Linked DNA regions of Mus musculus: regions 1, 3, 4, 5, 6 and 7 are each linked to region 2. The links are chromatin contacts, called in public ChIA-PET, Hi-C, HiChIP or PLAC-seq and promoter capture Hi-C maps. All regions are on one chromosome and are shown on one strand. The core of a region is the stretch at or near the end of the contact, and the rest is flanking DNA. Distances in the headings are between cores, read along the strand shown. Region 1 overlaps Tln2 (talin 2). Region 2 holds the start of Lactb (lactamase, beta). Region 3 overlaps Herc1 (HECT and RLD domain containing E3 ubiquitin protein ligase family member 1). Region 4 has its middle 30 kb from the start of Car12. Region 5 overlaps Usp3 (ubiquitin specific peptidase 3). Region 6 overlaps Usp3 (ubiquitin specific peptidase 3). Region 7 has its middle 50 kb from the start of Car12.

Evidence for each region. Promoter capture Hi-C pulls out the DNA fragments that hold promoters and counts their contacts. Hi-C and Micro-C count contacts between places; a contact is called where the count stands out from the background. ChIA-PET counts read pairs in DNA pulled down with a chosen protein or histone mark. HiChIP or PLAC-seq counts read pairs in DNA pulled down with a chosen protein or histone mark.
Region 1: a promoter capture Hi-C map of trophoblast stem cells shows a contact between it and region 2, with 5 times the contacts expected there. The contact joins the enhancer-like site here to the promoter of Lactb in region 2. A contact is called at or near these places in 8 of 39 promoter capture datasets (the 3T3-L1 cell line, frontonasal cranial neural crest, hippocampal neurons and 4 more) and 1 of 115 datasets of contacts at active chromatin or transcription factors (craniofacial prominence).
Region 3: a contact with region 2 is called in a Hi-C map of B cells, with 16 read pairs. The contact joins the enhancer-like site here to the promoter of Lactb in region 2. A contact is called at or near these places in 13 of 39 promoter capture datasets (the 3T3-L1 cell line, 3T3-L1-derived adipocytes, the HPC-7 cell line and 7 more), 4 of 484 Hi-C or Micro-C datasets (B cells, the G1E-ER4 cell line and cerebral cortex), 10 of 115 datasets of contacts at active chromatin or transcription factors (the SCID.adh cell line, bone marrow-derived macrophages, differentiating embryonic stem cells and 7 more) and 1 of 9 other capture datasets (adipose tissue).
Region 4: an RNA polymerase II ChIA-PET map of memory CD8 T cells shows a contact between it and region 2, with 65 read pairs. The contact joins the enhancer-like site here to the promoter of Lactb in region 2. A contact is called at or near these places in 7 of 39 promoter capture datasets (the C10 cell line, embryonic stem cells, fetal liver and 4 more), 1 of 15 datasets of contacts at CTCF or cohesin (large pre-B cells), 3 of 484 Hi-C or Micro-C datasets (B cells, cerebellum and uterus), 6 of 115 datasets of contacts at active chromatin or transcription factors (bone marrow-derived macrophages, fetal liver, forebrain and 3 more) and 1 of 9 other capture datasets (adipose tissue).
Region 5: an H3K4me3 HiChIP or PLAC-seq map of bone marrow-derived macrophages shows a contact between it and region 2, with 4 times the contacts expected there. The contact joins the enhancer-like site here to the promoter of Lactb in region 2. A contact is called at or near these places in 13 of 39 promoter capture datasets (3T3-L1-derived adipocytes, the C10 cell line, the HPC-7 cell line and 6 more), 2 of 484 Hi-C or Micro-C datasets (bone marrow-derived macrophages and embryonic stem cells), 7 of 115 datasets of contacts at active chromatin or transcription factors (the 230-238 cell line, acute myeloid leukemia, bone marrow-derived macrophages and 4 more) and 2 of 9 other capture datasets (adipose tissue and macrophages).
Region 6: a promoter capture Hi-C map of trophoblast stem cells shows a contact between it and region 2, with 3 times the contacts expected there. The contact joins the enhancer-like site here to the promoter of Lactb in region 2. A contact is called at or near these places in 11 of 39 promoter capture datasets (cranial neural crest, embryonic stem cells, erythroid cells and 7 more), 1 of 484 Hi-C or Micro-C datasets (embryonic stem cells) and 2 of 115 datasets of contacts at active chromatin or transcription factors (bone marrow-derived macrophages and stem cell-derived neural progenitor cells).
Region 7: a contact with region 2 is called in an H3K4me3 HiChIP or PLAC-seq map of the SCID.adh cell line, with 4 times the contacts expected there. The contact joins the enhancer-like site here to the promoter of Lactb in region 2. A contact is called at or near these places in 18 of 39 promoter capture datasets (the 3T3-L1 cell line, 3T3-L1-derived adipocytes, the C10 cell line and 12 more), 15 of 484 Hi-C or Micro-C datasets (the AML12 cell line, the AtT-20 cell line, B cells and 8 more), 7 of 115 datasets of contacts at active chromatin or transcription factors (the SCID.adh cell line, bone marrow-derived macrophages, embryonic forebrain and 3 more) and 2 of 9 other capture datasets (adipose tissue and liver).

The regions. Positions count from the first base shown.
Region 1 is chr9:67,268,660-67,272,077 of GRCm38.p6, reverse strand. All of the region lies in intron 44 of Tln2 (talin 2), which reads left to right. Among named protein-coding and RNA genes, the nearest start is that of Mir190a, 34 kb to the right of the region's middle. Within about 2 kb of position 1,742, at least 26 of the 459 cell types and tissues checked have an H3K27ac peak or open chromatin away from gene starts, as enhancers often do. A contact at or near this core is called in trophoblast stem cells, where this site is marked.
Region 2 is chr9:66,973,984-66,977,737 of GRCm38.p6, reverse strand. It overlaps Lactb (lactamase, beta), which reads left to right and starts at 2,254. Exons shown (of 6, transcript NM_030717.1): 1 at 2,254-2,697; 2 at 2,954-3,020. The coding sequence starts at 2,347.
Region 3 is chr9:66,490,774-66,494,164 of GRCm38.p6, reverse strand. It overlaps Herc1 (HECT and RLD domain containing E3 ubiquitin protein ligase family member 1), which reads right to left. Exons shown (of 78, transcript NM_145617.3): 69 at 2,038-2,207; 70 at 871-1,009. Among named protein-coding and RNA genes, the nearest start is that of Fbxl22, 22 kb to the left of the region's middle. Within about 2 kb of position 1,669, at least 28 of the 459 cell types and tissues checked have an H3K27ac peak or open chromatin away from gene starts, as enhancers often do. A contact at or near this core is called in B cells and memory CD8 T cells, where this site is marked.
Region 4 is chr9:66,681,634-66,685,041 of GRCm38.p6, reverse strand. No RefSeq gene overlaps it. Among named protein-coding and RNA genes, the nearest start is that of Car12, 30 kb to the left of the region's middle. Within about 2 kb of position 2,056, at least 71 of the 459 cell types and tissues checked have an H3K27ac peak or open chromatin away from gene starts, as enhancers often do. A contact at or near this core is called in B cells, bone marrow-derived macrophages, hematopoietic stem and progenitor cells and 1 more, where this site is marked.
Region 5 is chr9:66,557,348-66,561,222 of GRCm38.p6, reverse strand. All of the region lies in intron 3 of Usp3 (ubiquitin specific peptidase 3), which reads left to right. Among named protein-coding and RNA genes, the nearest start is that of Usp3, 34 kb to the left of the region's middle. Within about 2 kb of position 1,387, at least 71 of the 459 cell types and tissues checked have an H3K27ac peak or open chromatin away from gene starts, as enhancers often do. A contact at or near this core is called in the HPC-7 cell line, adipose tissue, bone marrow-derived macrophages and 4 more, where this site is marked.
Region 6 is chr9:66,532,818-66,536,151 of GRCm38.p6, reverse strand. All of the region lies in intron 8 of Usp3 (ubiquitin specific peptidase 3), which reads left to right. Among named protein-coding and RNA genes, the nearest start is that of Fbxl22, 20 kb to the right of the region's middle. Within about 2 kb of position 1,526, at least 3 of the 459 cell types and tissues checked have an H3K27ac peak or open chromatin away from gene starts, as enhancers often do. A contact at or near this core is called in trophoblast stem cells, where this site is marked.
Region 7 is chr9:66,661,277-66,665,122 of GRCm38.p6, reverse strand. No RefSeq gene overlaps it. Among named protein-coding and RNA genes, the nearest start is that of Car12, 50 kb to the left of the region's middle. Within about 2 kb of position 1,517, at least 15 of the 459 cell types and tissues checked have an H3K27ac peak or open chromatin away from gene starts, as enhancers often do. A contact at or near this core is called in the SCID.adh cell line, where this site is marked.

The DNA of each region.
Region 1 (3,418 bases), core at 493-2,992, 290 kb before region 2:
TAGGCGTGGCTTCGGCAAATCAGTACCCTTAAGAGTCTCAGAATGGCAAGTGTGCACACTGTCAGAGAGCAGTCATCTCTGGAAGCTGTGAGTGGGACCACACAGCACAGCTGGGGACCCAGAGGGGCCTGGAAGAAGTTTTGTCAGTGTGAGTGCCTAGAGAGGGTGTCTAGGGCCCAAGAAACCATGTGGCTCCTTAGAGAAAGGAAGTCCACTCTGAGATACAGAATGATGGAGGGACTGCGGGAACACGGGAAGATACAGGTAACCACATTCGGTGAGATGCAAGCTGTTTATTGAATGGAAACTTTGTTCAGTATTTTCTTAAACACTAGGGCATGGGGAAGCCACAGGTTTGTAACTGGTCTGCTCATTTCCCTGAAATAACAGACCCGCCCTCACTTCCCCAGTACTCTGGGTTGGGACCTGGTGTGTCTAACAAAGGCTTTTAAAGCAACCATAGAAACACAGATCCAAAACACATCACTTTCTAACATATGTCATAACCATGCATGTAAGCAGGCATATCATATATATGTACGGAGGTACATATATATTTCTAGCATGGAGTTCCCTCAGTTTCTAACCATGCTCCTGTCTTTACATTCCAGAGCAGTCAGTCAGGCCTCAGCATGAATAATTGTAATAATTATGTTACATCAGCAAGAAAAATACTGAATCTTAATTCCTTTTACACAGTTTCCCCCGCTTCCTCCTCCTCCTCCTCCTCCTCCTCCTCCTTCTCTTTCTCTTTCTTTTTAAATAGTCTTTCTGTTTCAGTAAGACCAGACTACAGTTCTACACTGTAATTTATCTAGACGTATAATTCATTTGGTCAACATGTAATTTTGAATTTCATAAACAAGTAAAAGAAAGCTTGTGTTACCGTCAGGAAGCATTTGGACAATGGGAAGAAGTAGTTGACTTTGAGTGGAGATTGCCAGGGAGGTTTGGGCTCCTCTCCACAGGAAGCTTTGCAGTGTGATCTAGTCTCATCTGTCTGGAATTGGAACACTAGCCTGCCTTTTCCATATGGACAAAGCTCTCAAGAGCTGGCCACCCCAATGCGGAAGCAATCAGAGCCTTGCTATGACACAGAATCACTGATTGCACCAAGCCAACAAAGAAAAGAATGTGTCGCTAGCCACACAACACGTCACCTTGCATGCTGGTGCCTCTGACATTGTCAGTAACACTTGCTGTTTTTGGCGGGGCATCTTGCGATGTATTTTACAGTCCAGACACAAGAGCAGCATGACCCGAAGCCAAAAATGAGAGGGAGAACATAAGATTACCAGTGGCCTGTGCGGGAAAGTTCTCTGTGTGCATTTGCCAGACAGATGCTTGGGGGGAAACTGAGAAGGTTAGGAGGTCCCTGAAGCAATATAGGGTGTTGTTTTGTTTTGTTTTGTTTTGTTTTGTTTTAACATACCAAAATTGTGGGAGTTATTTGTATACCCGAGAGGGCCCCATATCCCAGAATGTGAAAATATTTACATGCAGGGCAATTGGGAAACCTTTCCTTCAGAGTCCTGCGGTGTACCCCCAACGAGTCCGCATTCTGGTCTTTTCCACAATGTGACAATTACAGGAAAAGCTGGACCTCTGTCCTCAAACATCAAACAGGATCTTTCTCTGTTTATTTTTCCACAGAAAACTCAAGGCTTTGTTAGTAGCACTGTGGAAGTTCTTCAGAAAAGTGAAAACTCTCCTGGCAGCTTTGCAAGTTAAGATTAGTTTCTCTCTGAACACAGAGAGACCAGAGAGATGACTCAGTCATGTACAAACAGGAGGGCCTGAGATCAGAGCCCCAGCACCCGTGTAAAAAGCTACTCATGGCTGCACGTGCCTGTAATCTTAGTCCTGGGGAGGAAGAAACAGGAGGGTGTCTTAGGCCTGCTGGTCAGCAAGTCTAGCCAAATCATTGATGTCCGGGTTCAGTGAGAGAGACTGTCTCAAAGACTAAGGTAAAGAGAATTGAGGAAGACATCTGACCTTGACGTGTGGCCTCTATATGTGCATATAGAAGGACTTGTAACAGCACACATACATACAGAGAGGGAAGGGGCTGAAAATGGGGAGAAGGGAAGGAGGAAGAGAAAAAGGGATGGAGGGAAAGAGGGAGGGGTTAAGATCCTAGGAGCTACAGCTCCACAATGTAAGTCCTGGGGAAAGATTTCGTGACTATAGCTCTATCTCTAGGGAAAGTCACATCACCACTTTGTGAGCCAGGGAGAGCATTGGTTATGCGCCTGGTCCTACAGCCTGCACTCCCAGGTGGAATGGATGTGCACGCTGGCATTTTATTTTTAAAATCCCACCCCAAAACTAGCTGTCAGGTAGAGAGAAAGTGATGCCTGGTTCTGTTGTTCACACTGTCTTCCCTGATATGTTTTCTAAGTGGATCCGACAAGTTCCGATTGTCACCCTGGTCTAACCCTCTTAAGGTCCCCCAGCTAAGCAGCTCTGGTTGCTTTGAAAGTCTTCAAAAAGTCATTTCATTTTTGTTTTGACTTGGCAAGTAAAGGGAAAGTGATTGGGGGTGGGGGGTGCTCCCTCCTCTCCATTGTAATCGGATCTAAACCAGGGCTTTTTTTTTTTTTTAATTTCCTTTAAGGCACAAAAGCAGATGGTTTTCTCTGTACTATTTTTCTTTGATCGAGAAATGAACTGAGGGCTTTTCTTGAGGCTCAAGCAATGCTTCCCTAAAGTTGCCAATTTAAAACCCCAAGTTGTGTGTCTTTGAGCAGCATTCCTTTATAATAAACACTGGTCGTACATTCAATCCACCCTGTGGGTCTTGCAAAGTCGGGCCAGACTTGCTGAGAAGTTTAGTGTTGCTTTGGGACTGAGGCATTTCTTAGTGCTTATCAGTTGAAACAGGATCTTAAAAGTGGGTTCCCTTTCTAGGAAGCTCCTCCAGCTGTAAAAATTTCCAGTGAAATTGCCAGTAGACCGTGTTGATTCTGCGGTCTTCTTGTATTTAAGTGTTCCATCAGCTCGCCGTAACCTGGAAAGTAATGAACATGATAGGTGCCAAGCCCAGATGCTGTGGTGGGCACTGTCCCTTTGCCCTCAACAAAGTATGTGAGACAAGGATCATTTGTTCCCCTCATTTCAGAGATAAACTGAAGCTCAGAAAGCTGAACAAAATTCTGTTTTTATTGAGGCCACTTTTAAAAACTTGAATCAGGGTTTTGTGTGCTGATTACACTGCCTCCCCTTCCCTGATGTCACCAGCAGTCCCCTGTCACTTGGGGATCTCTGGTCATCCTTTACCACCTCTCAGATAATGCTGACCCTTGAATACTTGGTATTAAACTTTATGGAAGCATAAGGACCAAGTTGAGTTTGAAACTAATGTCACATTCCCTGGCTTCCCCTTGATGTAGTATATAAGCCATTAACATATCTTGTA
Region 2 (3,754 bases), core at 1,005-3,504:
TGTATCATAGTTCATTCATTGGCAGCTGCATCCATCTTTTTCTTTCCCTGTGGTGATTTTAGTATTTCTCCCTGTGTGAAGGAGCAGACATCCCCACGACACAATAGGAGGGAAAATCTAGTACACTTTCAAGTTTTATCTTTTTGTATATGAAAACACATAAATAATAATAAAATAGAAGAGTGGGCTGTGGGTGCATGCGCTGACACCAGAATAATTATGCTGGGTGAAAGGAGGAAGGCTTTAAAAAGAATATGATTCAAGTCTTCATGGATGAAAATTCTAGAAAATGAAAACTTCTGATCCTCCTGCTTCCACCTTCCAGGCGCTGGAATTCTGGGCATGTGCCACCACACCCAGTTTGTGTGGTTCTTGGGATAGAACCCAGTTTGCCAGGCAAGTACTCTGTGAACGGATTTATCTCCCCCGCCACAGATAGTCTTTTGAAAAGGAAAGTCTCTTATAATTAGCACCTGCAATCAGACCAAAATTCTGTTCCTCTGTGTTCCTTCTCTCCAAGCATGTCTGTGTGCTTGTCCCTGCAAATCAGAGTGGGCAGCCCTTTCTGCTTGGAGCTCCTCACTGAGCCTTAACCGCTCAACTCCACGAACCTCACAGTGAATGCACGCCTGAAGACCTTGCTTGGAAAACAAGGATCTATTTCTCAGGGGCCACATTTTGGACAGGACCGACGGATGTGTGTGACAAAGCCAGACGCAGCTGGACACCAGACCGTACTCCATAGCTACGCAGGGCAGAGGAAGCGGAGCTCCATGGGATGTGGGCAGAGGTGATGGGGTAGGAGGAGAGAGCGAGCGGTGACAACTTGAGCTGATCAGGAGTGTGGACAGTCACAAGAAGCAGAAAGGGTTTTGGTCCACATGAATCCACCCATTTTGCTATTTGGCACTTATGACGTGAGGCTCCTACCCTCTGCCACAGACTGGGGGACAGGAGCTCTGTTTTCCAGTGGTGGTTGGAACAAACAGTAACTGCGTTTGGAAACTCTGATCTTTCTCAGGCAGGTATTTTGAAGAAAGATAGGGTCACTCTAGCAACGCAGCCTTGAGCTGTGAGAAACTGTGGAAGAGTTTCCTACTCAGGAAGAGAACTGAGAGTAGCCTGGCTAGAGTTTGCTTCAGAGAACAGGACTGGGTGTGGAAGGGCAGCTGTAGCGCCCAGTGGACCCTGGCCATGTAATAATACTAGCTGCAGCTGCATCCATCGCACCACTGGGAAGCTGATTCACCGCCCACGCCTCTGATCGTAGAACCCTTCAAACCCTCTGACAAGAGAGGAAGGCTGAGAAGGTACATTTCTGGGCCATCACCTGACAACTCTGTAGATTTAGACAAATCCCTTAGCCTCCCTTTACTCCAGTTTCCTCATGGAACTGATGTCAGACAACACAACCAATCTCCAGAGCAGTTACGATGATTAATGTTTGCTAGAATGATTGTCACTGGGCAGGAAGGCGAGTCAAGACATAAAATTCTCCTAAAAGAATGAAAAAAACCCACATCAGGTTTGCTTTTTCCCACTTTTGTGTGTGTGCATGTATATACATGCATATTAGCATTTGCCTGAGAACGTCCCAGACTATGTTGGAAACCATCTATAATTGCGCTTCTAACTTTGGATTGAGGCTGGGTTTCTCAATCCGTTACAGGTAGGCGCCATGCCCACTGGGCATTTTCACCCGGATACTGGGGATTTGAATTCCAGTCCTTGTGTTTGCATGGCAAGTGTTTTAACCACTGTGCATCTCAGTCAAACAAAGGGGCGAGTGTTGTTAACATAGGCATAAGGTGGCAAGAGGGTGTTGCTGTGACAGGAGACTTGTCTAAGGATATCATGTGTGTTGTGAGAGAGAAGAAGCATGGAAAAGGAGAGAGATGAGGAGGAGAAAAGGAAAAGAGAGGCTTGAGGGACAGGTAGAAACTAAAGTGGGAAGGAGAAAGAGGAGAGAATCAGAAATAAAGAGAGGGAAAGAGAAAAGAGGATAGAGGGAGGAATGTGGGATGCGAGAGAAAAAGAAAACAAGAGAGGGAGGTTAGAGCTAAAGGGAGAGAAGAGAGAGGAAAAGGAGAAGATAAAAGAAGGAAGAAAGATATGAAAAAGAGGGAGGGAAAAGAAAGCAAGAAAAGGAGGGGTGGAACCAAAGAGGATTAGTAGCCAGAAGGCTAGAAAGGAGACGAGGACCAGGCGCTCGATGCGCTCGTCGCTCACCCACCCGGCCTTGACTGAGAGGTACTGTAAAGCCCCGCCTCAGCCCCGCCCCCTCGTCCCGCCCGCCGCGGGCCAAGCCGGAGCAAGCTAGGAGGCAGCCGGCTCTGCGGAGGCAACATGTACCGGCTCCTGTCAAGCGTGACAGCTCGGGCTGCGGCCACCGCAGGCCCAGCCTGGGACGGAGGGCGGCGCGGGGCGCACAGGCGACCGGGCCTGCCTGTGCTGGGCCTTGGTTGGGCCGGCGGCCTGGGGCTCGGGCTGGGGCTGGCTCTCGGCGCGAAGCTGGTGGTCGGGCTGCGGGGCGCCGTCCCCATTCAGTCCCCCGCGGACCCCGAGGCGTCCGGCACTACCGAGTTATCGCACGAGCAGGCCCTGAGCCCGGGGAGCCCGCACACGCCTGCGCCGCCAGCAGCCAGGGGCTTCTCCAGAGCCATCGAGAGCAGCCGCGATCTGCTACACCGGATCAAGGTGCGGGCCCAGTGGGCGTCAGGGCGGCGGCTTCCGTTTTTCTGACTGCCTGGCCGCGGGCTGACGCTCTTAGGGCTGCTCAAGTAGCAGCTGAGGTCACCGGTCGCGGAGGGGCCCGCCCCTTCCCCTTTAGAGTCCTGTGCACTCCGACGGCCAGGGCAATCGGAGCAGAACCATTGCCCTCCTGGTGGGCGGGACCGCAGAGTGGGCGGAGTCAGTCTACTTTTGAACCACCAGGGTCTTTCTTTTCTCTTAGGATGAGGTTGGTGCCCCCGGCATCGTGGTTGGAGTTTCTGTAGATGGAAAAGAAGTCTGGTCAGAAGGTGAGTTCAGCAGGTAGCCCATTTTGTTATTGGTAAAATAAAATACTGATGTTTTACAGGTTGGAGTTGCAAAAAGTGGCACATTTGTAGAGACAATGTATCCCTAGAATAATCAGGCTGTTTTATTTATCACTGGAAAGTTTAAAATGTAACTAACTGGGCTAGGAGTATAGCTCAGTGGAAGCTCACTTGCTTAGCCTCCATGTGTGAGGGCAAAATAAAGTAAATAATTAAATTGTGTGACTCAAGTACGTGGATGTGTTCAAAATGCTGTTTCTTCTCCCAGTTTACTCTTAAGAATTGGTCTGAAAATGGAATGTAGAACAATCCATTAAATTACCACTATTACATATTAGATAACCCTTATTAGTAACTAAAATGTCAGTTTCTGCATATTTTTATTCTTTCATTCTGTAATTTTTTTATTCCCCACTTCTGTAAAAGGCACTATACCAAGTATTAAGAATACATGATATCCCTGGTCCTTAATGATTTACAGTTTATTATTACATTTACTAGACAGAGTGTTACCTGTTTTGTTTTTAACGACAAGCTTGAAGTGGTTTGGGATGGAGCTCAGTTGGTGCTTGCTTTTGGGTACAAGTTCTGGGTATAATCCCTTGCACCACATAAATCAAAGTGGTATGGACCCATGATCCCATTCCTCAGGACGTAGAAGCTGGAGGATCAGAAGCTTAAGGTCACATGATGTGTGTGAGGCCAGCCTGAGCATG
Region 3 (3,391 bases), core at 420-2,919, 480 kb after region 2:
TTTCAAGTCTTTTAAAAAAATGACTATAATGATTTTGTAATACTTAAAGAAATGTTAAAACTAGAGGCAGTCACTATTCATATTTTATGATGGAATAAACTGGCAGTAACTAGACTTGTATTGAGTCACTGAATAAACATCTTTTTGCTAATGGCTACTGGAGTGACAAATATAACACCTCAGAGCTTTTATTTTATTTCGTTAGTTTTTCAACACAGGGTTTTCCTATGAGGCCATGGCTGTCCTGGAATTTGCTCTGTAGGCTTGGCTGTCCTAGACTGCTTCCTGAGTGCTGGGATTAACGATGTGAAGCACCTCCACCCAGCTCTCCTCAGTTCCTTTGTGATAGTAAGTCTTGCAAAGCAACTGCCATCTTTTTATTGGTGTGTTTTGAGAAAGGGTTTTCCTACCAGCCCTAGCTGACCTACAACTTTCTATGTAGATGAGGCTGGGCTGGAATTCACATAGATCCCTTTGCCTCTGCCTTCCAAGTGCTGGGATTAAAGTTGGATCAGGATGGCCAGTTCTATTTGCTACCTTTTTATCGATACAGGTATATTTATACTTACCTATATAAGTGTATGTATACTTAGTAGAAGCTCTAATTTAATTAATTCTTGTTTGCCTAAAAAACATGCTGATTTCTTTGAGGACTGAGAGAAAGAGAGGGCATGAAGTTTGGCTATATACTGAAGTCTGCAGAAGAAATGCATGATATGAAATATTTATGGTGCTTGTAGCAAAAAGAATACTCCAAGCCTTGATGCATTTTAGACATGTTGGATGCAGTGAGAACTGCAAGCAGATAGAGCATCACGACACGACTGAAAGTAGAAGAGCAGCTGGAAGAGCACAAATGGTCCGTCTCACCTGGTGCTCTTGGTGGGACTGGTGGGGCTGTCCATGCAGCACTGTGGCAACGGCCCGCTGAAATCTGGCGGATGTTTTTCCCTTGCAGAACTGTTACCAGGGTTGGTTCTCGAACGTGGTTGGTGTGGCCTAGGCCAAGCTAAGAATAAAAAAGCAAATGCACAGAGATTGAAGAAGCAGAAGGCAGGCCAATGAAATCTATTAACATCTGAGTCATGCATCAACTTCAATAACGAATAAATTCAGCCGGGTGTGGTGGCGCATGCCTTTAATCCCAGCACTTGGGTGGCAGAGGCAGGTGGATTTCTGAGTTCCAGGCCAGCCTGGTCTACAGAGTGAGTTCCAGGACAGCCAGGGCTACACAGAGAAACCCTGTCTGGAAAAACAAAAACAAACAAACAAACAAACAAACGAATGAATAAATTCTGATTTCTCTATCACAGTAGTAGTCCTTATAAGTTTAGACTGTCCCCTAAAAGCATTAGTCTTAACAACTGGTCACACTCTTGAATTCTTGGAAGAGGTATCTTGGAAAGGGTAGGAGTTCTTGTTAAGTGAAAAAAGAAGGCTCTCCAGAACTCTTACTTAAGACACACTGGTTTCTGGGTACACAGATATAAAATATACATGGCTCCAATTCTCTGCTCTTAGCAGCAGCAGTTAAGTGTTCAACATCAAGGAAGATTTTGTCAAAACCTAACCAGGGAATTCCCCAAAGGCTCCTCACCATTGGTTCTCCTTTCATCAAGATTACTGCAACCACAACTTCCTGATCTGCTAATGCAGGTATGAGGAGAATGTAAATGCTCACTAAAACAACTTTGAATAAGAGGGTCTCTGATCTGAGATTATGGGAGGAAGTGAGGATGGCTCTGCTTGTGGGCTGAAAACCACTGTAGAAGCATCAGTCTCTCAGACATCTCCTACCAACGTCTCTCTTCCATATACAGATAGACAGAAGGACTAAGGACACAGACCTGAAGTCTTTTTACATTCTCTTCATTTTCATTCCTGCCCTTACTCCTGTGACTACAGGGGATGACAAGATTTCTTGCACAAGCAAAGGATTCTCTGAACACTAATATTTTAAAATACAAAGACACTCTTACAAATAAACAACACCGTCAGATTTCTAGAGTATGCAAGAGCAGCAAATATGCCATTTACCTGCCCTTCTGAATTGCTACCCCAGGCATAAACATCTCCAGTTGATGCCAAAGCAAGTGTGTGTTCAGCTCCAACAGCCACATCTTCAATGACCACTCCAGCCAGGACAGGGATTTGTTGGGGTCGATTATGATTACGAGCACGTCCCTCAGGCAAGCCTATCAATCGGTCTGGAAGAATAGCAAGAGGAAGTGTTATAGATGGCACCCTGAAGTTTGTGTTCTGTAAGAAACCATTAACTTCTTGCCTTAGAATGACAATCATGCAGGACCCTGATATAGCTGTCTCTTGTGAGGCTATGCCAGTGCCTGGCAAATACATAAGTGGATACTCACAGTCATCTATTGGATGGAACACAGGGCCCCTAATGAAGGAGCTAGAGAAAATACCCAAGGAGCTAAAGGGGTCTGCAAGCCTATATGAGGAACAACAATATGAACTAACCAGTACCCCCCAGAGATATATCTCTAGTTATATATGTAGCAGAGGATGGCCTAGTCAGGCATCAGTGGAAGGAGAGGCCCTTGGTCTTGCGAAGATCATATGCCCCAGTACAGGGGAATGCCAGGGCCAGGAAGCAGGAGTGGGTGGGTTGGGGAGCAGGGCAGGGGGATGGTATAGGGGGCTTTGGGGATAGCATTTGAAATGTAAATGAAGAAAATATCTAATTAAAAAAAGTGTTTTAATACACACACACACACACAAAAGAATGACAATCATGTACACAACATGGTGCAAAAACCTGCTATTCCAGCAAAATACACTAAATTTTAAGTAACAAGTCTGAGGCTATTCCTGTATGAAATGTTAGTCTTTTTATTTATATAGAAAATTAAAACTAAAGTCAGTAAGTCAAGGCAAGAGGGTTTTTCAATACTCTCATATTAAAAGGACTGACACATGTTCAACAAGGCCTTCAAGTTTCTTGTGTTCTTAAAAAGAATGACATTCAACCTGTTTTAGCTCAAATTTCTACCCCACCTCTCTCTTTACCCTTGTTGCTCAATAACCTCCAGGTCCATTAGGCATGGCATCCGACATCTGACCTCAATTTGTACAGCTGCCCTAAAACTTCCCCTCAAAACCTTGAGTTGACTCCTGTCTGGTTGCTGCAGTGGCCTCTCAGATTCTGGCCATAATAATCATGACACATAATTGTCTGAAAATATGGCCTGAGCTCTCCCAGGTCCCTGGAGACTCTTCATTATCCTTGCTAATATTCTATTCAAAATCTTCCGTGCTAACATTCCCTAGAATTCTACTCTGTTCTTCACTCTACATGTTTTCTGGGATTCTTAAATCAATGACTAAACCTATTACCTATTACCACTGTGTAATCAGTATCCTAACCTAG
Region 4 (3,408 bases), core at 807-3,306, 290 kb after region 2:
AAAGACATCTTAGTGTCTGGTTGCTGTTTCGTTTCTTTAATTAATTATATCACACCAGACAGTTTAGGTCAAATAGAGAAAAAAAAATGCTTTGAAATTTAGGGACAAGCTAAGAATGCAAGGGAAAGACAATCTCATTAGCATATACGGGGCTTGCCTCCATTGAAGACCGAGGATTCCATGCAATCCTCACAGTAACGTAGGTACCATTTTAAAAACAAGTGTTGTGGTTATTGAGATAACTAATACATTGTCGGAATTTTAAAACAAAAATAAACTTAACTTTATGTCCAGGTTCATCAGTGTGACCGTTTGGGGAACACCTCTCTCCCCAAATAGGAAATCTCTAGATGATATTGTTTCCCCAGCCGTTTCTCATCAGATTTCCCCGAGGCAGACTCAGCCTTACCATCTGCAGGATGGAGTGAGTTGTTATTTTATTTGTGTGTAGGTGTATTTGGGCAGAGGGATACACATGTGTGTGCCGGTGTGTGTGAGGAGGCCTCATTTCCCAGGAGCTGCTTACCTTGTTTTTTTGAGGCAAGGTCTCTCATGGTTTTCCCGTCTCTGTCTCCCCATGTTGAGATTGCAAGTGTGTGATGCTATGCCTGCCTTTAATACGTGGATGCTGGGGATTGAACTTGGTCCTCATGCTCGCAAGCCAAGCACTCTACCAACTGAGATGCCTTCCCAGCCTTGTAAAGAGAGTCTTGTAAAGGAAGGCCATCAGCTTTCCTAGCCTGAAATGCCATCTTAGTATTTAGTCTTGTTTGCCAATGCTAGCCCACGTAGACTGAGGAACCAAAGGTAGAAGGCTTGGTTACCTGAAGCCTAGGGAACCAGTTAACACATCGGAGGGCCCAATCAATGGCCTTAGTAGGGAATTCAAAAACCTGAGTCCTTCTCTACCTCAAAGCTCTTCTTCTAATACTAAGGGTCCCCATAGACTCATCTATTTGACTACTTGGTCCCTAGCTGGTGAACCATTTAGGAAGGATTAAGAGGTATGGCCTTGTTGGTGAGGTGTGTCTCTTGGGGTGGACTTTAAAGTATCAAAATCCCATGACATTCCTAGTGAGCTCTACCTCCTATAGCCAGTAAGGAGCTACAGTACAGTATCTGCCTGCCTGCTGCCATGCTCCCTGCCATGATGGTCATGGACTCACTGAAACTGTAAGCCCCCATTGGTCGGTCCCGGTGTCTAAGGGGGGGGAAGTCCCTAAAACCGAAATGCTTCCATTTTAAGTTTGCAACAATCATCTGGAAAAATCTCAAAACAACTTTGAGACTATGTCCCCATGAGGATATACCAAAGCTTGCATGGGACAATTAGACTGAAGATGTTTTCTGCTTTTAAATACTTTATAATACAAGAAAGGAAGAGGAGTCACAGGACATCGTGAGATCTGCTCAAATCACTGTTTGTTTGTTTGTTTGTTTGGACAGGGTCTTTCTATGTAGCCTTGGTTGCCATGGAATTAGCTATGTAGACCAGGCTGGCCTCCAATTCACAGAACTCTGCCTGCCTCTGCAACTGGAGTGCTGGGATTAAAGGTGTACATCACCATACGGCAATCAAATCTCTTTTTAAAAATAATTTCAAGGGGCTAGAAGATGGCTCAGTAGGTCACCTGCCATCAAGTCTGATGACGTAAATTTACTCCCCATGACACACATAGTAGGAGAACCTACAGTCACACAAGGGGGAGGGGAAAGGAGGAGGAAGAAAGGGGCAAAGTGGACAGGAAAGACACACTATGTGACAGTGGAGACAGTATACATCATGATGCCTCAAGAATGGTACTACCAGGAAAGCAAAAAAGTAAAGGTCTTCCCCAAGAAGCCTGTAAGGAAGCCTAGCCCTTTGACTTCAGACTTCTGGTTACTTCATCGGTTACTTCTCTGGCTGTATTAGTTACTTTTTTGTGGCTGGGCCAAATACCGTGACCAAATTTAAGAAAGAAATTGGCTCACAGTTCCAAAAGGAGAGTCCATAATGGTGAGATGGTATGTCAACAGGCAGGCATGGGGCCAAAACAGGAAGCTGAGTGGTCACCTCTTAACCACACACAGGAAGCAGAGCGAGCAAGCAGAAGGGGCAAGGCTATAAACCCTCAAAGTCCAGCCCCAGTGACTTTCTCCTCTAGCAAGGCTGTACCTCCTAAAGGGTTTGTAATCTCCCCATACAGTACCAACAAATGGGGAGCAAATGTTTAAATACATGAGCCCATGGAGAGCATGTCTCAGTCAGAACACCACAGTCTTGTCTTTGCCTTGCCTTGCCTTGCCTTGCCTTGCCCTCTCTTCCTCTCCCCTTTCCTTTCCTCTCCTCTCCTTTCCTTTCCTTTTCTTTCCTTTCCTTTTCTTTTCTTTTCCAGCAGCTCTGGAAATCTAATGCTTCCATTTTCTCTGACTCCAGCTGTATAGTGGAATTGGCCCATGTACAGCGGGTCAGTACAACATGCTAATGCCTTAGGTTCTGTTTTTTAAGGCAGTTCAAAGCATTTTACACGGAATGTAAAAATACATATATAAGTTATATATACATATGCAAGTCCATAGTAAACTTCAATAGTAGATGTTTTTAAAAGCATAAACTACTTTTAAAAAATTCTAGTAAAAATGGTTGCTTCTGGTAGCTGTGAGACAAAAGTAGACTTTTCTGCTTTACTTTTGTGCCTTTGTATAAGGAATGCATGAGTTTATCCAAGGTTGTTTTGTTTTGTTTTGTTTTTTATTCCAAGCAGGATTTTACTATGGAGCCTAAAATTTAAGAACTCTTGCATCAGCATCCCAAGTTCTAGGGGATTAGAGGCAACGCCCACCATATCTGACACTTTTGTTAGCATTATTTTAAAATGGGGATTTCAAATTTTTTTTTATTATTGTTTTGAGTTTTTCGAGACAGAATTCTTCTATGTAGCCCTAGCTGTCCTTGAAATCTCAGTGTAGACCAGGCTGGCCTCAAACTCACAGAGATACACCTGCCTCTGCCTTCCGAGTGCTGGGATTAGAGGTGCTAGCCACTATACCTGGCAACTTTCAAATGTTATAAAGACAAGCAGCCATATTCACTGGCTGCATCCGGATAACAAAATCCTTATCACGGGCTCCATATGAAGTAAAGACATTTATTTTACCTCACGTTTCCACAGGTGCAAGGCAAACATTATGCAGAGGCATCAGTAAAAATGGCATGCCTTGCAAAAACATGTCAAAGTGGGCCATCATGTCCTGAGCCAGGACACAGAGAGCAGAATCTCACAGTCTCCTTGGAGACCACATCCTCAAACAGTAAAGGCTGCCCACTAAGGTCCTCTTCTTCAAGGTTCCTAGAACCTCCAGGGGACCCAATCTAGACCAGGGAACACTCAGGGTGGGAGGTTATCCTAGCTGTAGCTCTAGGAG
Region 5 (3,875 bases), core at 138-2,637, 420 kb after region 2:
AAAGAGCATTCAGTGCTCTTAACGGCTGAGCTATCTCTCCAGCCCGAGTACTCCTTTTCATAACAGCTAAGCATTAGCTCAGTTGGCTGCTGTTGCTTGAACCCTGGCCTTAAATAAACCTCTACCCGGACTCACATCCTAGCCCTCCATTAATCCCTGCCCCATTAATCCAAGAATGGTACAGCTTCTTGTTTTATAGAATCAGGTGTTCTGTGTTTATAACTACTTTTGCTTTAGAGACAGCAGAAATTCAGGTCATTCTTGAATGTCTTTATCTCCCTATCATAGTCATAAGTCATGCCATTCTGTGTGGTGCAGGTGCTGACAGCATTCATTCTTGATATCAGTTAGTGTGCAGAGGATGTTCAAAAGGAAGCTTTGTAAATACAGTTAAATCTGTATACTATAACAAATCATTGTTGCTCTTCTTGCTGTTGGTAAAATTCTAAGGGAATGGTAAGTCTTTGAGGAAATCTTAAGGATCAGCTTAATGGAATTAAATTATTTTCATAGGGTGCTATAAGAACATCTGTTAGATATTTTAGTGGCTTTGCAGTTTTGTTAACTAGACATTGGAATTTAATTTCCTTTACATTGCTATAGTGTACTAAGGTAGTAGACATAATTTCATGGACAAGTTGATTTAGGAAATATTAGCATATACCCAGGAGTGGCAGAAGCTTCTTGGCCAATTGCCAGTCTTTTGTGTGCGGTTAAACAGAGCTGTAAGTGTGTGGCTACCCAGAGCTTCTGAAATGCAGGAAGGAAGCTGCAGCTGCACGGGTCACATTAGTGCTACATTTGTGGGCTTGAGAACAGAATGCCAGGGAACCACCCTGCAAAATTACACTGCCATATAAATACCCCAAAGGAGCTGATGACTGTTGTGAGATCATGAAGCTTTGGTTAAAATTAGTATTTCTATTATACCTTAACTAATACAGAGAAACAGATTTCTCTGAGTTGGGGAATTGTATAATTTCCCGGTGTAGTTTTATGAATTTCTTTGTACATCAGTTTCTGATTGCTAGACTGGTTGATAGGGTTCAAAGGAAAAAAAGTTTATATATTTGATTATTAAGCTGTGTGTATATTTGATTATTAAGCATTTTTACTTCAGCTTTTCCTACACTTCTACCCCCAAGTAGTAGGAATCAAACCCAGCGCCCCGGACATGCTCAGCAAACACTACTAAATTATATCCCAGTCCGTTTTTTTTTTTTAATTTTTTAATTTAAGACAAAGTTTTGCTAAAATTTCAGGCTGGTCTTGACCTTACTCTATAGGAGCCTAGGATTTAGCCTCCCAAATGCTGGAGTTACAGCTGTAAGCCACCACACTCAACTGTGAAGCCCTCCTCACCCCTTTATGGTTTGTGTTATAAGATATTCTGAGGCTTACATTTGGTTTTGCCCATATATGTTCATGTGCGTGCACATGTGTATGGAGTTCATAATTGTTTGGATAGCATTGCTCTGGTACCTTGTGTTTTTGAGACAGGCTCTCTTGCTGGGACTTGTAATTTAGGTTAAGGCTGGCTCAAGGGATCCTTCTCTCTCTGCCTCCCCAAGTCTGGGGCTACACACACACCCTAGCCTTTTGCATGGGTATAGGGGATCACACTCAGGTCCTTAGAGTATGTAATAAGTGTTTAACCAACTGCACCATCTCTCCTGTCCTTGCTTACAGTTTTTGTCTTTATTTTCCTTTACTGAGAGTCTTGCCCTGCCCTTTCCTTCCTTATGAGTTATCATGAAAATTTCCTTCTCCTAACTCCAGCTACGGGGAGTAATCTCTACTAACTTCTAGCTTCTGGAACACTTGTCACTTCCTGCTACATGTCACTAATTTGTAAATCTCCTTGGAGACTACAGAGACCCCTCTCAGATCTTTCTATTTTCCTCCTTGTTTTATGCAGACTTGTTTTAGGCAATGTCCTTGCCAAGTATGTGGATAGTCCTGGGGTCATCTCTAGTACTGGGGTGGAAAAGATTTTGATAGCTACCTTTAAAACAGGAGAAAGGTTGCACCAAGTCTGTACTATGTCCTTTGATCATCACAGAGGACTGAAGCCACATGACAGAGGCTAAATTCCTTTCCCTCTGAAGATTGGTATCCTTGTAGGCAGCTCTTCTTAATTCTGAAATAAGCAGAGCCTCCAAAGAGAAAACATATACTGTGAAAGTTGTGGTCTGGCTGGGCATAGTGGCGCACGCCTTTAATCCCAGCACTCGGGAGGCAGAGGCAGGCGGATTTCTGAGTTCAAGGCCAGCCTGGTCTACAGAGTGAGTTCCAGGACAGCCAGGGCTACACAGAGAAACCCTGTCTCGAAAAACCAAAAAAAAAAAAAAAAAAAAAAAAAAAAAAAAAAAAAAGTTGTGGTCTGGCGGCACAGGCCCCCGCTCCTTGAGACAATCCAATTAGCATGAAACAGATAAATGAAGATTTCAATAAAAGTGAAGATCTTCCCAGGATTTTCATATAGAAACTAAGTTTCAGTTTCTTGTTTGTTAAGTACTGTTTCTCCCTTCCCATCCTGTTCCCTTTCCTACCAAATGGTATTACATGTGGTATATTATTGCAGTTGAAAAGAAGCACAAATTAAAATTAGGAGTTTTGTGTAAGTAGACATATAAAGGTAATAGATTAAAAATACTAAACAAATAATTCACTGATATCTGACCTAGTCAACTCTAATCTTTGTAAACAGTAGCTGAATGTAGAAATGAAGAGTTAGGAAAAGAATACTAAAATTACTAGAATACTTTGTTCCCAAGGCATCTTTTCAAACTATTATGAAATATGAACTAATTCATGTCTAAAAACTGCTTAAATTTCGGTTATTTTTATTACCACTGGCCTGCTTTATCATCTTAAGTTATAATTAAAAATTAAAAACAAAAATTTATCATCAAGTAAACTCTTTAAGTATAGATTTTATCCACCCTCCCCTTATTTTTGTGTTTTCAAGAGGGCTTCTCTGTGCAGCCTTGGCTGTCCTGGAACTTGCTCAGTAGACCAGGTATGCCTCAAACTCAGAAATCCCGTTGCCTCTGCTTCCTGAGTGCTGGGATTAAAGGTGTGTGGCACCACTGCCCAGCTTTCTTTCTCTCTCTTTCTTTTTTGTCATCCTCCCTCCCTTTTAAGATGGGTTCTTGCTCTGTAGCCCAGGCTGGCCTCACACTCGTGCTTTTATCCTGAGTGTTGGTATTGATTACTTCTCCCCACCCTGCTTCCGTTTTCCTCCTTTTCCATTTTCTTTTCCCGTTGTAATGGACAGGAGTGGGATGGTAGGAGGAACCCTCACTATGTTGCCTAAGCTGGCCTAGTCCTCATGACTAGCCGGGACAATAAGCATAGACAGTGTCTTAAAGAATGCAAAGCAGAGATTTACTTAAAAATTGTATTTTGAAGTTTAAAAAGAAACTTTGTAATAGAGGTGACCTCAGATCATGAAAAGCTTCTTTAATAAGACAGTGCTTATCTGCTTTTAACAGAGGAAAGGGTATTTTATCTGAGTATATTTTTTTCATATCCATAATTGATATTTGAGGCCAAGACATCAGCATTTAATAAAAGAATTAAAATATACATTTGATTTTTAAAGACTTTAAAGATGTTAACTGTAATTAGTTTGAAACATGAAATCAGAATATCAGCTTGCTTTTTTTTTTCAGTATCTGCCATTTATAATAAAGTGCTTGGTTATACTTGTAAATAAAGAAATGATACACATATGTATAGAAAGGAAATTAAACTTTAAAAAAAAGATTTAATTTATTATATATTATATGTAAGTACATGTAGCTGTCTTCAGATACTCCAGAAGAGGGGTGTTACAGAAGATTACGTTACAGATGGTTGTAAGCCACCAT
Region 6 (3,334 bases), core at 277-2,776, 440 kb after region 2:
TTAAGATGCATGCCTGCATTGTACCACAAATTGTTGTAAAGAGACCTTTGCCCTTTGTTCTGCTGTACTATGCTCCATCAGTTTTGTTTTGTTTTGTTTTGTTTTGTTTTGTTTTGTTTTTTTTGTTTTTTCCTTCCATTTAGAAAGGACACTTTCAGGTCCTTTAGGTGTTCCTTTGTTTGCAGTGTGATTTCTCACATCATCATTTTGACAGGTTTTCTGTTAGTCTTTCTTTAGGCATCAAAGAAGAGGACAATCTTAGGTCTAACCATTGATTGTAAAGAACCCTGTTACCACCCAAACCTCTGTTATTTCTTTTTGTCTTTTTTCTTAATTCTGGTCTGTCACAGAGACTGCATTTGGGTCTTCATAACCTATTTCCTCATTAGTTCACAAGTAATTACTGCTGACACCACTGAAATATACTCCTAAACCTGATAAACAGCTTCAGCAAAGTGGCTGGATATAAAATTAGCTCAAACAAATCAATAGCCGTCCTCTACTGAAAGGATAAACAGGCTGAAAAGGAAATTAGGGAAACAATATCCTTCACAATAGTCACAAATAATATAAAATACCTTGGTGTGACTCTAACCAAGCAAGTGAAAGTTCTGTACAAGAACTTCAAGTCTCTGAAGAAAGAATTCGAAGAAAATCTTAGAAGATGGAAAGATCTCCCATGCTCATGGATTGGCAGGATTAAAACAATTAAAGTGGCCATCTTGCTGAAAGCAATCTACAGATTTAATGCAGTTCCCATCAAAATTCCAACTCAGTTCTTCATAGAGTTAGAGCAATTTGTAAATTCATTTGGAATAACAAAAGACCCAGGATAGGGAAAATTATTCTCAACAATAAAAGAACTTCTGGGAGAATCACCATCCCTGACCTCAAGCTGTACTACAGAGCAATAGTGATAAAAACTGCATGGTATTGGTACAGAGACAGCAAGGTAGATCAATGGAACAGAATTGAGGACCCAGAATTAAACCTACACACCTATGGTCACTTGATCTTTGACAAAGGTGCTAAAGCCAATCTAGCAGAAAAAAAGACAGCATTTTCAACAAATGGTGCTTGTTCAACTGGAGGTCAGCATGTAGAAGAATGCAAATTGATCCATTCTTATCTCCTCGTGCAAAGCTCAAGTTCAAGTGTATCAAGGACCTCCACATAAAATCAGAATCACAGAAACTAATAGAAGAGAAAGTGGGGAAGAGTCTCAAACACATGGGCACAGGGGAAAATTTCCTGAACAGAACACCAATGGCGTATGCTCTAAGATCAAGAATCAACAAATGGCACCTCATTAAATTGCAAAACTCAGGTGACAGCAGATGTCGGCAAGGATGTGGAGAAAGAGGAACACTCCTCTATTGTTGGTGGGATTGCAAGCTGGTACAACCACTCTGGAAATCAGTCTGGCAGTTCTTCACCTGAGTTTTTGATCTTAGCCATTCTGACTGGTGTGAGGTGGAATCTCAGGGTTGTTTTGATTTGCATTTCCCTGATGACTAAGGAGTTGAACATTTCTTTGAGTGCTTTTCGGCCATTCGATACTCCTCAGTTGGGAATTCTTTGTATAGCTTTTGTACTCCCATTTTTAAAAACAGGGTTATTTGATTCTCTGGAATCTAACTTCTCGAGTTCTTTGTATATATTGGATATTAGACCTCTAACAGATGTAGGGTTGGTAAAGATCTTTTCTTAATCTGTTGGTTGCCATTTTATCCTACTGACAGTGTCCTTTACCTTGCCTGGGGAGGTGGGACACAGGAAGCTTTGACTGTGGGTTGGCAACCCCATCTATTGAGGCCCCATCTATCTATTGGAAGTGGACTCCTTGAGTTCCCTCTCTCAACTGTTGGGCATTTCATGTAAGGTCACTCCCATTGAATCCTGAAAGTCTCATCTCTCAGGGCTCTGGTACTTTCTAGAGGGTTCCCCCACCTCCACACTCCTGGGGGACGACGATGACTGCATATTTCCATTAATTCTGCTGGCCCTCTGATCTTCTCTTCCCCCAACCCCATATCTGATTCTATTCCCCCTTCCCCTCCCCTTCCTCTCCCACCCAGGTCTCTCCTTCCCTCTGCCTCCTGTGATTATTTTCGTCCCCCTTCTAAGTGTTATTGAAGCATCCCATTTGGGCCTTTCAGCTTGTTAAACTTACTAAGATTGGTGGGTTGTATCCTACATATTCTGTATTTTTTGGATAATATTCACTTATTTGCAAGTACATACCATGCATGTCCTTTTGGGTCTGGGTTACCTCATTCAGGATATTTTCTAGTTCCATCCATGATGCCCTCATTCTTAATAGCTGAGTAGTATTCCGTTGTGTAAATGAACCACATTTTCTGTATCCATTCTTTGTTTGAGGGACATCTGGGTTGTTTTTAGCTTATGGCTATTACAAATAAGGCCACTATGAACATAGTGGAACACGTGCTCTTGTGGCATGGTGGGGCATCTTTTGGGTATATGCCCAAGAATAGTAGAGCTGGGTCTTCAGGTAGATCTATTTCTAATTTTCTGAGGAACTTCCAGATTGCTTTCTAGAGTGGTTGTACCAGTTTGCAATCCCACCAATAGTGGAGGAGTGTTTCTATTTCTCCTCATCCTTATCACCATGTGCTGTCACCTGTGTTTTTGATCTTAGCCATTCTGAATGGTGTAAAGTGGAATCTCTGAATTGTTTTGCTTTGAATTTCCCTGATTACTAAGGACTTTGAAACATTTCTTTGAGTGCTTCTTGGCCATTTGAGATTCCTCTGTTGTGACTTCTGCTTTTTAAGTTCCATTAATTAGGAAGACTTCATAATTTGTAATCTCTAGAAAAGGGTATAAATATATATTAAGAGAAACTATTACTGAAAGAAATTTTGTTTGTGGAACCTTGTCTGAAAGAGTGATTCTTAAAAGTCATCAGAACTATTTACCAATTAGGAGAACCTTAACTGTAAAATGTATATAGGATACTTTTCTAGTATATTTTTAGAATATAGTTTGTACCATTGTTTCTTTTATTTGGATGTCTTAATTGTTGGTTACTAGTTATTGATCTGGATTAGTTTAAGAATTTCATGAAGTTTCTTATAAATGTAACTTCTATTTGCCAGATGTAATTTGTCTTGGAGGCTTACTGCTGAATAAACTTATCTTTCTAGCTCTTTCTGAACTGTGGGTGGTTGGTTCAACTCAGCTGTTCTGGCCCAAACTCTTCTCTAAGCTAACTGATTCAAACTGGCTTCTCTTGGCTCTTTCTGAATTGCTCTGCTTAGCCTCAAACTAACTCTGGCAATTTGTTCTAATCTTCTTGCCCCTTCTTGTG
Region 7 (3,846 bases), core at 268-2,767, 310 kb after region 2:
GGTACCTTCACAGACCAACTTGGAGACATTGAGGAGAACCAAGAAGCTGGCCCAAGGTACCAGGAGAGGGAACTAAAGACCTTTTTTGAAAGGGAGCTGGAGACAGCTGGTAAGGGATTCTATTCTGTTTTATCTCAAAACCTGACCTCAAAGAAGATAATGATGGTGGTGATGATGGTGATGATGGTGATGGTGATGATGATGATGATGAAAGTCATCATTGTCTTCATCATCATCACCACCACCACCATCATCATCATCATCTTAGTCATTTGTGTCTTTTGCCTTTCTGTATATCAGTGAACTAGGTGCATGCAGTGACTCTCGAGGCCAGAAGAGGGCATCAGATTCCCTAGAACTGGAATCACGGATGGTTGTGAGCTGGGGTGTGACGCTGGAAACTGAATTCAAATTCTCTGGGAAGAACAAGTGCTCTTAACCTTGAGTCTTCTCTCCAGCCCCTCGAAGGAAGACTTTTGTTCTCCTTGAAGATCTGGGACTTCGCAGGCGGTTCTGCCGCTTTCTGTTGTAAAAAAGAACTGGGAAAGGTTGGTCAAAAATAAACTCTGTTGCTAAAAGGCTTCACCATCCGCAAAACACAGCATCCGGTTTTAGAACAAGAGCAGAGTATTTACATCCCTTTCAATAAACACAGGTAAAACAGCCCTGGCCTGTTGTTTTAAATGTTTTAAAAATCCCGACCACATGAAGGGAGAGACGCGGTGGGGGTGGGTGAGAATTACAAAGCAAAGCTATTTAACGGTAAATGGGTGGGACAGACATAGAGGAAAGCAGACAGAAATTCTCGAGCTGGGCATGGTGGCGCACACTTTTGATCCCAGCTCTTGGGAGGCAGAGGCAAGTGGATCTCTGTGAATTCAAAGTCAACTTGGTCTATATAATGAGTTCCAGGACAGCCAGAGCTACATAGAGACCCTGTCTCAAAAAAACAAGACAAAACAAAACAAATCAAAAAACAAAGACAAACAAAACAAAGAAAGAAAGCTCCAAAACGAACATTCTCTTGGGTGCCTTGTGCCTTAAGGATTTTAAGAGTGTGTTTTGTTTTGTTTTGTTTTTTATAACCATTGGCACAACTTAGATACCACCTGTAGACACTTGCCTTGTAAGTCATAAAAACATGTTATGTGAATCTTTCTAGAGCCATCTGGGCACGAACCTCCAGCCCCAGGTGATGGTCACATGACAGCACAAGTGATCAGAACCAGGGATCTGTGTCTCCTGGTTGTTTTTTGTTTTCTTTCTTTCTTTCTTTCTTTCTTTCTTTCTTCCTTCCTTTCTTTCTTTCTTTCTTTCTTTCGTCTCTATATCAATCTATCAACCATGACCAATTTTTATTTTCTTTTTCTCTATTTTATTTACTTATTTATTCCTCAGAACTTTTTGTTTTTGTTAATTTGTTTTCCTCTCTCTCTCTCTCTTTCTCTCGATATGGTTTCACTTTGTATCTCAGACTGGCCAGCAACTCATGTTTCCTCTTTTGTACTACCACATCCAGCTACGTGAAAGTCAAGAACTTCTGAAGTATATTATAAATACTGTTCCTAGCTGGTCCCAGCCCTAGAGCCCAGGGCAGTGTTCATCCCCATATACAGATAGGGAAAGAGAGGACAAGAGGATGGATCTGCTTGCCTGAGGCCTCAGTGCAAGTTAGTTAGTTTTCTCTAGCACCAGGATAAGAACCTGGAAGGCTCAGGTCTGCTCCCTCACCTCAGATTGCTATATGGCCTCTACATGGGCCCTTGGCCTCCCTCCCTGCCTTTGTTGATGTGAGGAGCCAGATCCTCCTGTCCTCTTGTACAGTCTCACATTTTACTATAAACCCTCTAATTCGGCAACCAAAACTGGGCTTTGTTGCTGGCAGTTTTACCATGTGCCAAATATTCTCTGCAGGGTTCGGCAGTCTTGGTGCTATGATTCAGGCAGTGACAGGCAGACCAACAGGGAGAAGGCTTTCTGAAGAGCTCTACGGATGAGGGAAGCTGAGAGGGGACTTGGTTCTGAAAAAACGAAAAAGCAGGAACCACTGGGGTCTCAGCAGCTAAACGCATGGTCTCCAAGTGGGCTGCATTTGGAGACATAGTAATAGCTTTATGTTGAGAGATCAACATCCTTGCAGTGTCTGACAACAATGGCTCGGGCTGAAAGGGAAGAAGAGGAAACCCAAAGGACCAGACCCCACTGTCAGCCAGGGCAGCCTGAAAACAGGTGTATTCCTAAGTGCATAAGGACAAGTAGCTCTCACAAGGGTGGCCTGGAGAGTCCGAGACAAATCCACCCTGGCTGGCTGGGCAGGTGGAAGGTCGGAAGGGCTGGAGTGGATTGAATGAAGGAACCAGCCATGCATCTGTGTCCACAGATAGCTGGCATCTGGTTGTACTTGGCTCTCTGTGTCTGGAGCTAGGCAACAGTTTGGGAGAATGGAGTCTGACTTTAGCCAGACTTTTGATTATTTTTAATTTGAAACAGACATTGAATCAGATTAGCTAAACTCTGACATAGAAACTCACTTATACAGCTGGTTGGAAGAGATCAAAGAGCCGGGGCAAAACTCAATGGTAGAACATCTGCTTTATATGTGCAAGGCCCTGGATCCAAAAAACCAGAGCTGCAAGGAAGCCAGCAACAGCAGGAACACGTCTTATATCCACATCTGAGTCTTTGCTTGCTTGTACCCTGTCCTTGACAAGAATTTACGGCATTGACGTTTGACTTAATTGGGATACCGTGGCTTTCAAATCTGAGACGTGATTTTGGAGGTTGGGGAGATGGTCCAGTGGATAAAGCATATTTTTTTTTCACAAGCTCAAAGACCAAAATTCAGATCCCAGGATCCCATGTAAAAGCAGGGGCATGGGTGATGGTCTCTTGAAATCCCAGCACTTGGTGGCAGAAACAGGGGGTCCACAGGCAAGCTGGTTATTAGCTAGACTAGCCAGAACTGGCAAACTCCAGGTTCAGTGAGGAGTCTGTATCAATAGAGAGAAGAGTGGCCAAGGAAGGTACTAAGATACTCAGGGCCAACCTCTGCCCCCACACCCACATTCCTACACACGCATGTGCACACATCACAGAGAGAGACAGAGACAGACAGAGAGAAAAGTACTTTCATCTCTGCAGCAAGGGGAAGAGAAAGGTCACTGATTTGAGTCAGAAATCCTAGGCTCAGTGTTCAGGTGAGGACAGAGTCCCTCTGTATCTGAGGTCCCTTGTTGGTAAAGCGATACAATTCTCTGCCTCCCTCAGCACGCTGTAGAAACCAACTCCACGCCAGATGGCAGGTCTGAGAACTCTTTGCAAAGATAAAGCAGTTGTGATACCATTTAATGAATGCCTCCCTGCTTGATGCCAAACTCCATTCAAAATGCTTCACGCGTCTTTGTAACAGCGCTGTGGATGGCCATGGGTCGTATCCTCACTTCTAGACAAGGAAACTCAGTCCAGGACCATTCATCCTGGAAAAGCCCTCAGTCAGGTGGCTCTGAGTCTGGCCTCAGAGCTCATATGGTAAACACTGCACACACTCTTCTGAGGATAACTGCATCCACATTTTCTGATGGCAACTCAGTCAGGCTTGTCTATGGTGGGGGAGATACTGTGATGGTATGGATATTGACATGTCAATCAAAGACACATCATTATGGCTTGTATTTGTCTGAAGCTCTTGATGAAGGTTTTTCCTACAGCTTGATGGCTGCCACAGAACAGCAAACTGATGCTGAAAATGGTTAGGAGATTTAGATCAAGGTCACTCAGCCATAAGACTGCATGGGTGTTATCTGAACCCAGGGCCCCCAAACCCACATATCTCTCCTGCCTCCAGGG